Regions from separate parts of the Gossypium hirsutum genome. Here region 1 is linked to region 2. Evidence: chromatin contacts called from public Hi-C data. All regions are on one chromosome and are shown on one strand. Each heading gives the region's core, a stretch centred on a gene start, on an enhancer-like site or on the middle of the called end of the contact. The rest is flanking DNA. Distances are from core to core; before and after follow the strand shown. Region 1 holds the start of LOC107933786 (polyubiquitin). Region 2 has its middle 30 kb from the start of LOC121228803.

Region 1 (4,245 bases), core at 1,719-4,218, 190 kb after region 2:
TAACAAATTCATCATATCAAAATTCAATATAATATTATAATTGACTCATTAATATTAATTAATAACATTTATGGGCTCGATCATTGAAAAATGAAATTTTGAAACTACCGTTTCCGACACTACTAGCTTTAGAATTGTTACATGGATGATTTGGTCAGTTAAGAACTACTTGCTCTAGGGAAATGGATTGGGAGCATTAACACAGGCTTGTCTAAAGACTCAATATCCAAGTGCTTGACCACAACCATTTTTTTAAAGACCGGACAATCATCGAATAATAATTACGAGATGATAGAGGGTGGTGCAAGTGGTGAGATTGCCGCACCAACATAAACTATAAAAAAAATGTCATTTTCATAGATTTTATACTTGGATCATTTTCGTAAATAATCAATTTATTTAGGTTAATTTTAAAAAAAACCAAGGTCAAATTTTAAGGGATAAGAGTCAAATAAAGTTAAGAGACCTGAAAGAAAAAATGCAATTCCTTTTAGATAGAGGAAAATAAACGTATCCCTTCCTTACACGTTAATAGTCCTTCTATAAAGGATTTTGAAAAATGACGTTATACCTTGCAGTTTCATCCAACATGGGAATTCATCAATTCAATTAACTGTTGAGACACACGATACTTCGGGACTTGACCCATCACAAGAATTTCTGTTACCACACTAATTTGTTGGCATATTTTGTCTTAAATTAACTTATTTAATTTTAATTCTATTTAAAATATTTTTATTATATTGATAAGTGACAATTTTATTACTTTTTATAATTAAGTGATACAAAATAGTACAATTATATGATCAATTATATTTTTTTAGTTTGACATTTCTATTTGATTTACATTTTATGTTTGCATAAAATAATAATTTGAATGATTCTTTTCAAATTAATTTATAAAGATAATAATGGTTTTAATTTGTTTTAGTTACTTAATTATTTAAAATTAGTTTTATAAGTGATAAAGTGACGTCATGATAAGTTGATAAACGACGTCATGACGTGACAACATGTTTCTTACTAAATCGAGTTTCTTATTCTAGTTAAATTTTGTTATATTTTTTCAATCAAACTCTAATAACTATAAGGATATTTTAATCAGATTAGGCCACGAATTTCAGTCTATAAATTGGGCTTTTAGCAACACTAGAGAACTTGATTTAATAACATAATTAAAAGAGAGTTTTGTGGGAATTTCGAAAGAATTTTGTATTTTGAGTTTGGATTTTTTTTTTTTTGTTTCTCTATCTTGTACTCCTCTTTGGTTATTTGTTGTTTTTAGTGAAGACTTTTTTTTCTGTGATTTTTATCTTATTTAGAGGAGTTTCTTCCCTTAAAATATTTATGTCTAATTTCGTTTATTCATTTTTGTTCATTATTTAATTCGGGCTTATCACTAACATTTATTAAATAAAATCTGAAATACAGCTTGGAATATAGCTCCAAAAGCAACAGACACTTTTCGCAAGCATATGTACTGCTTCATTACTAGACCGACTAACCCATTGAAATTTTATGTCATTCCTATTCCGAAGAATCTCCTTGCAATCAGCTATAATAGTGCCATATTCGGACCAATCAGAGGAGTAGATAGCATAACATAAAGCCTGTGAATCTGTAAACAGAACCCCCTTCATTCGACAAGTTAGTAGAAGACCATTGCAGAGCAAAGCTCAACGCCAATTATTTGCTAGAATTTGTTATTAATTTATTGGAAATAAATTATATAAGGATAATAAATATATAGTTTTTAAACACCAATAATATAATATCATATTATTAACTTTTAAAAATATAAAAATTTTATTATATATTTATCTATATTTAATATCTTCTCTAACTTAATTTAACTTTAATTAAATTACATAAAAAATTAATAAATTTAATAAATAAACAAATTTCCTTCTTTTATAATTTTTAAATCATTTTAGTTCTTTTTATATTTAATGGTTTTTTTATTTGCTTTCAAATCGTGTTTTATATTTAGCCAATTAATTCTTTTAATTTTTAGGCAGGTATATTTTTCTTTTTTAATTTTAATTTTTAATTCCTATTTTTTAAATTTTTAATCAAATTTCAGAATTTGATAATACTAACCATGGTGGTTATAATTTTTCTAATTTTTATTTTTTTCTTTTTTTTCTAAATTTTTAATGGTTGATTTTAGTTTTTTTTCAATTTGTATTTATGATTTTTATCAGTTTTTTTATTTTTAATTATCGATTTAAGAATTTTAAAACTTTATTTACTTTTTATTATATTTTTCCCGTCATATAGTTTCAATGTTTTCCCCTAAAATTGTAATTATTTTAATTAAATTACAGATATATTCTATATATGATTGAGTATAGAATGATATTTGTAAATATTCAAAAATTGATAATGTGGCATTAATTTATTTATGTCTAAAAACTATATATTTTTAAAATTATCCTAATATAAGCTATCTCTAAACTTATTTGAATTCTTTTAAATTTTTTTAATATTAAATATGATATAATTTTTTTTGTTACACTACATATTTTATCTTAATCATTTTATTTATTTTATATTAGAATATTTATATTCTTTTAAAAAATGGGTACCATTATAATTAATTATTATGTAATAAAATATCTGTATGTATTTTATTTACTTTCAAATCTTATCATATAATTAAAATATTAAAAAAAAGCTTTAATGCAATGTTCGGTAAATAATAATATATCACATCATCATTAAATAAAATAAAAAATAATAAACTTATAAATAAATGTTAAAATTTTATACTCTAAATTTCTAAACCTAATTTCTCGAAAGTTATTAATATCTATTTATAATAATTAAAGTTAATATTTAATTATGTTTAAGTGAATCAAATATTATTCTTTAAAAAACAAAGTATACATTATAATAATTAAGTGAAAAATATTTATTCAAGTAAATAATAATAAAATAGGTATAATTGGAATTAAAAAATTGGTTAGTGGAGTTGGATGAGGAGGTGGGGATAAGGAAACGAGAAGATTCGTGAATTAATTAGCAAGTTGTTTAGGCCAATCTTAGAAACAGCACCGTGTGGCTAACGAAACTGCACGCCGACTCATCTGACCGCAATTTTCTCGTTTCCTCCAGACCTTCCAACCTAAGAAAATCCACACCCTCTCTTCTATATAAGCATCGCCTCACCGCCTCTCTCTCTCCATCCAACGCAAACCGATTTAAGCTCTTCTCAAATCTTTTTTCAATCAACTCTCTCAAACGATGCAGATCTTCGTCAAAACCCTTACCGGCAAGACCATCACCCTCGAGGTTGAGAGTTCTGACACCATCGATAATGTAAAGTCTAAAATTCAAGACAAGGAAGGCATCCCACCAGACCAGCAGCGTCTCATCTTCGCCGGCAAACAGCTCGAGGACGGCCGTACCTTGGCCGATTACAACATTCAGAAGGAATCCACCCTCCACCTTGTCCTCCGTCTTCGTGGGGGTATGCAGATCTTCGTCAAAACCTTAACCGGCAAGACCATCACCCTCGAAGTCGAGAGCTCCGACACCATCGATAATGTGAAGTCTAAAATCCAAGACAAGGAAGGCATCCCACCAGACCAGCAGCGTCTCATCTTCGCCGGAAAACAGCTCGAAGATGGCCGTACCTTGGCCGATTACAACATCCAGAAGGAATCCACCCTCCACCTTGTCCTACGTCTTCGTGGGGGTATGCAGATCTTCGTCAAAACCTTAACCGGCAAGACCATCACCCTCGAAGTCGAGAGCTCTGACACCATCGATAATGTAAAGTCTAAAATTCAAGACAAGGAAGGCATCCCACCAGACCAGCAGCGTCTCATCTTCGCCGGCAAACAGCTCGAAGACGGCCGTACCTTGGCCGATTACAACATCCAGAAGGAATCCACCCTCCACCTTGTCCTCCGTCTTCGTGGGGGTATGCAGATCTTCGTCAAAACCTTAACCGGTAAGACCATCACCCTCGAAGTCGAGAGCTCCGACACCATCGACAATGTCAAGTCTAAAATCCAAGACAAGGAAGGCATCCCACCAGACCAGCAGCGTCTCATCTTCGCCGGCAAACAGCTCGAAGATGGCCGTACCTTGGCCGATTATAATATCCAGAAGGAATCCACCCTCCACCTCGTCCTCCGTCTTCGCGGGGGCATGCAGATCTTCGTGAAAACCTTGACTGGCAAGACCATCACCTTAGAGGTGGAGAGTTCGGACACCATCGACAATGTAAAGGCGAAG
Region 2 (4,209 bases), core at 1,569-4,068:
TATTTCCACAGTTATCTACTAAGTAATCATATTCAAGTAAAAAGTTAATAGTTATTAAATGTACTTAAAAGAAATAAATGTTGAAAACTTTTTGTTTTATTAAAAAAGAAAATTTTTATTAGTTGGTGAAATAGTCTATATTATTCTAATTACTTAGCTTTAATTTTCAGTTTGGGTTGTCGAAGTGTTGTTTGAATCAAAACACTAGTGATTGGAAGATATTTTCAATTGTAATAAATGTAATTCAATTATGAACTACTAATATTTACTTATTTTGAAATTTAATCAAAATTCTTGGATTTCATTTTCAATAAGGTAATATATACGTGAAGCATCTAATTCCTTATGACCCAGTTCCCAAAACTTGGGTCCAGGGTCCCACAATGCGAGCATCACATGTTGGATGTGCAACTTATGATAAGAAATTTTGAAGAATTATACGTCTACATCTCTAGTTTTAATTTAGATTGAATCATATTATAATATGTTTATATTGTAATAATTTAATTATATTTTGTGGTTATTCAGATAATTTATTTATATTAATTTAATATCTGTAATTGTTTGAACTTATACTTGTACTTATTACATTTATAAAAAATCATAATTATTAAAATACTAAATATAAATAAATTCTTGATGAAATTAATTAGTTAGGAAATCAGACTTCAATTAAATAAATTCCTTTTCATTATTTGTGGTATATGAGATATAGATGGGATGAACCTTTTCCTCCCTACTATTCAATGAAGCATGCATGGCATGGTGAAAAACGTGGGGGCTATTATTTATTAAATCTTAAAATTGTCATACTCAGTAGACCTCCATAATTATTATTTTCCCAAGTCATATCAGAAAATGTTATATTGTAATTATGTAGAAATCTAATCTCATCCTCCATCTAAAAAAATTTATTTAAAGCTTAGTTTGGATCAACAGTAAGTTAATGTAAAAATAATAATAATAATAAGGTTAAATATTATAGTATAAGATAAAATAAATAAATTAAACACATTATATCGCGCCTAACCGTTCATCTAAATTCTACTTAAATAAAGTATCACATCATATATATATATATATATATATTGGAGGATTTCACAAAACCAATATTTAGTTATCAATTTTCATTTTTTTAAAGTCAGATCAAATTTAAGATTTATGTATAAAAGATAAACGATATGTGATGAAAATGGATTCAAAGTTCACATCAACACTAACCTTCAAAATTGTCCATAACCTCTTAAAAACTGATAAAAAATAGTCACCAAATTCTTCATTTTTATCGCTTTGGTCCATTGACAAATATCAAAAGTCAATGACGACATGGCAGGATAGAAAAATATCATGTCTCTTGATGTGAAATAATTCTAAAAATTCAAAAAATTCCAAAAAAAGTAAAGTTTTAAAAAAAATGAAAAAAAATCTCATGGAAAAAAAATTAAAATTTGTACCAAAATGATTAAATTTCTTAATTTTCTTAATTTTCTTTTAAAAACTACAATTTTTGGTAAAAAAAACTTAATAGTTTTTTTTTTACATTGATATGTTAAGGTTTTCGTATTATCAAATGAGATTGTTGTTATTAAACCGTGATCTAGGAGCAACACCCACATAATCCCAAGAGGATTTAAAGTTGTTTCGAACTTTAGAAGATTTTTTTTTTAATTAAATCTGGAGCCTCTAAATTAAGTCCTACGGTTTGGACAGCAAGTAAGGGTGTTTTAAGACCTGAAAACAACAAAGAGAAGATGAGAAACACAAGTAATAATGATAGAATGAAAGAAAACAAGAAGACCAAAATTGATGGAAAGATAAAAGCGGATGGAATGTGACTAAGCGTTCAATTGAATTTCCATGAAAGATTTCCTAATAAACTCAATTAATAGCTTTAATAGACCCTTTAAGGACGAGTTCTTAGTGACTTGAAATTTGAATAACTTTTTAAAAATCTTGAACTAAGATTAAGTAAAAAGAATTTTTTGAACAAAAATAAGAATCAAAATTTGCGAAAACACTTAAAAATTCATAATCATAATTTCACATTTTATCATTCTTCTCTTGATACTCTTATTCCCGCCCTTGGATTGAACACTAGAGATTGAGATGACTTAGTCTTCATTTGTTCTCTCTTTAACGATTTGAAATATAAGGAAAAAATATATGTGGGGATTGTCTAGTTTAATTATAAACATAATTTTAAAAAAAAAATTGTTTCCATTTCTAATTTACACATTCTATATTGAATTATATTTTCATATAAAAAATATGATAAAATTATGTAATTGTAAATGTTGAAGGTTAAATTTTAAAAAATAAGACTAAAATTGAAACAATATAAAAACATTGAGGATTGAATTTGTTATTATGCCAAATTTAAAAGCTATTACATTATTTCTCCATCAGCCCTTTAATAGTTAGTGATGAGAAAAAAAATCAAATAATTAAATATTATTTTTTACTAATAATTAGATGAATTTACCATATTCTTCAAAAAATTACTCTTAAAAAAAAACCAACCCACAAATATAGCTAACTTCTCTAATACACAAATATGCATAGGTTTTGTTTTAATCTATAATAATAAAATTAATTGATTTTTTTATTAAGAAATATAATTACTATGAAATATTTAAAAACAAACAGTTTGGAAGCGTGATGGGAATATTTAAAAAAGGAAGTGTACATCAAGGGAGTTGGATTGATAATGCGTTTGTCTTTATCGAAACCGACAGCGTTGTAAATTACAATTCCATGAATTAATATAACGCAAAATGTTTGCCGACTCAACTGCTTTTGGCTCCTTGCTTTCGGATTTTCCTTCGATGCCCTTTCTCTCTCTCTCTGCCATCTCCACACACATGCAATTGCAGAGACGCACACCCCAATTCTCATTTGTTGGGTTTTTCAAATATTATAATCTTTTTACAAATCTAATCACTTATTTATGTTTTAATTACCTAATATTTAAACTGTTATATATCATTAAAGGTGTAATAATAAGTTAATATGACATATTATAAAAAATATAAAGGTCATTTTAATCTAAATTTTTTGTTAAAAAATAATAATATAACATGACTCAATAATAGTTAATGGCTTATTGACCAAAATGTAACAAGTAGACATATCATATTTTTTTTTAAAAATTTTAATGAAGAAGATATAATTTAAAGTATACATAAATGACTAATTTTTAGTGTACCCGCAAATCTAATATACATATACTTTTTAAAAAAAAAAATTTAAAAGATATTTGAAAATTACAAGTCTGAGAGTATAATATGAACTAAAAAAAAAAGGAATGAGTTTTTTTTATAAATATAAATAATTGTGTCCGACAAGAAACGACATCTTTACACTCATCCAATTTATTAGTTTTTTTTAAAATTCTGGATTTAAAAAGGGGGGATCTGATCACATTTTTATTTTTTATAAGAAATGTTCCATGAAATACGTTGTTTTTGTTTTTCCTTTTGTTTTATTTCAAGATCTGGTTTCAATTGCCCTATATTATATGTAATAATTTCCCTTACATAAATTTAACAAATTAGCATGGATGCTTGTGCCCTTGTTATCCCTCTCGGCCCCACGACATTTGGGAATATTTTATATTAGATTGAGGGAAATTAGCCAAATACGTCATTTCTAAAAAATAATTAGAGAAATACATCGTTTTGAGAAAATAGGTTGATTTTGGGTATAATGGTAAAAATGTTTTATATTTGTTGATGTGGTAAGTTCTGTACTATGTCAGTAAAAGCCTATTTCAAAATAAAATAATCATTCGATTAAAATTTAAATGATTGAGAAAATTAATAATTTTATGAGAGTCCCAAGATAAAATGTTTGTCTCATCTTCTTTGTGACGGAATTTTTTCATAAGAAAAAGAATATTGGGAGAGAAAAACTTCTAGAAAAACGTTTCTTGTTAGAAGTCTTTTTCTAATTTATGAGTCATGTTCGATTTTTTCTAATATTTTTAAAAATGTTTCATATTCGGTAATAGAGTTTCTTATAAAATAAAGATTAATATAGAGAGATTTTCACAGTTAAATTTCAAGCAAAAGATTTGCATGTTGGGGAGAAGATTGTTAATGTTAAAAATCTAAAGTTAAAAAATCGACCCAACAAAGTGTAACACCCCTTATCTATATTCAATGTCGGAACAGGATACGAGGCATTACTGGAGTCATATCGCAAACAAAC

What was found. Hi-C and Micro-C count contacts between places; a contact is called where the count stands out from the background.
Region 1: a contact with region 2 is called in a Hi-C map of leaf, with 1.9 times the contacts expected there. The contact joins the promoter of LOC107933786 here to the enhancer-like site in region 2. A contact is called at or near these places in 3 of 34 Hi-C or Micro-C datasets (hypocotyl and leaf).

What each region holds. Positions count from the first base shown.
Region 1 is chrA04:68,666,437-68,670,681 of Gossypium_hirsutum_v2.1, forward strand. It overlaps LOC107933786 (polyubiquitin), which reads left to right and starts at 2,969. Exons shown (of 1, transcript XM_016866070.2): 1 at 2,969-4,245. The coding sequence starts at 3,247.
Region 2 is chrA04:68,472,838-68,477,046 of Gossypium_hirsutum_v2.1, forward strand. No RefSeq gene overlaps it. Among protein-coding and RNA genes, the nearest start is that of LOC121228803, 30 kb to the right of the region's middle. Within about 2 kb of position 2,819, at least 3 of the 9 cell types and tissues checked have an H3K27ac peak or open chromatin away from gene starts, as enhancers often do. A contact at or near this core is called in hypocotyl and leaf, where this site is marked.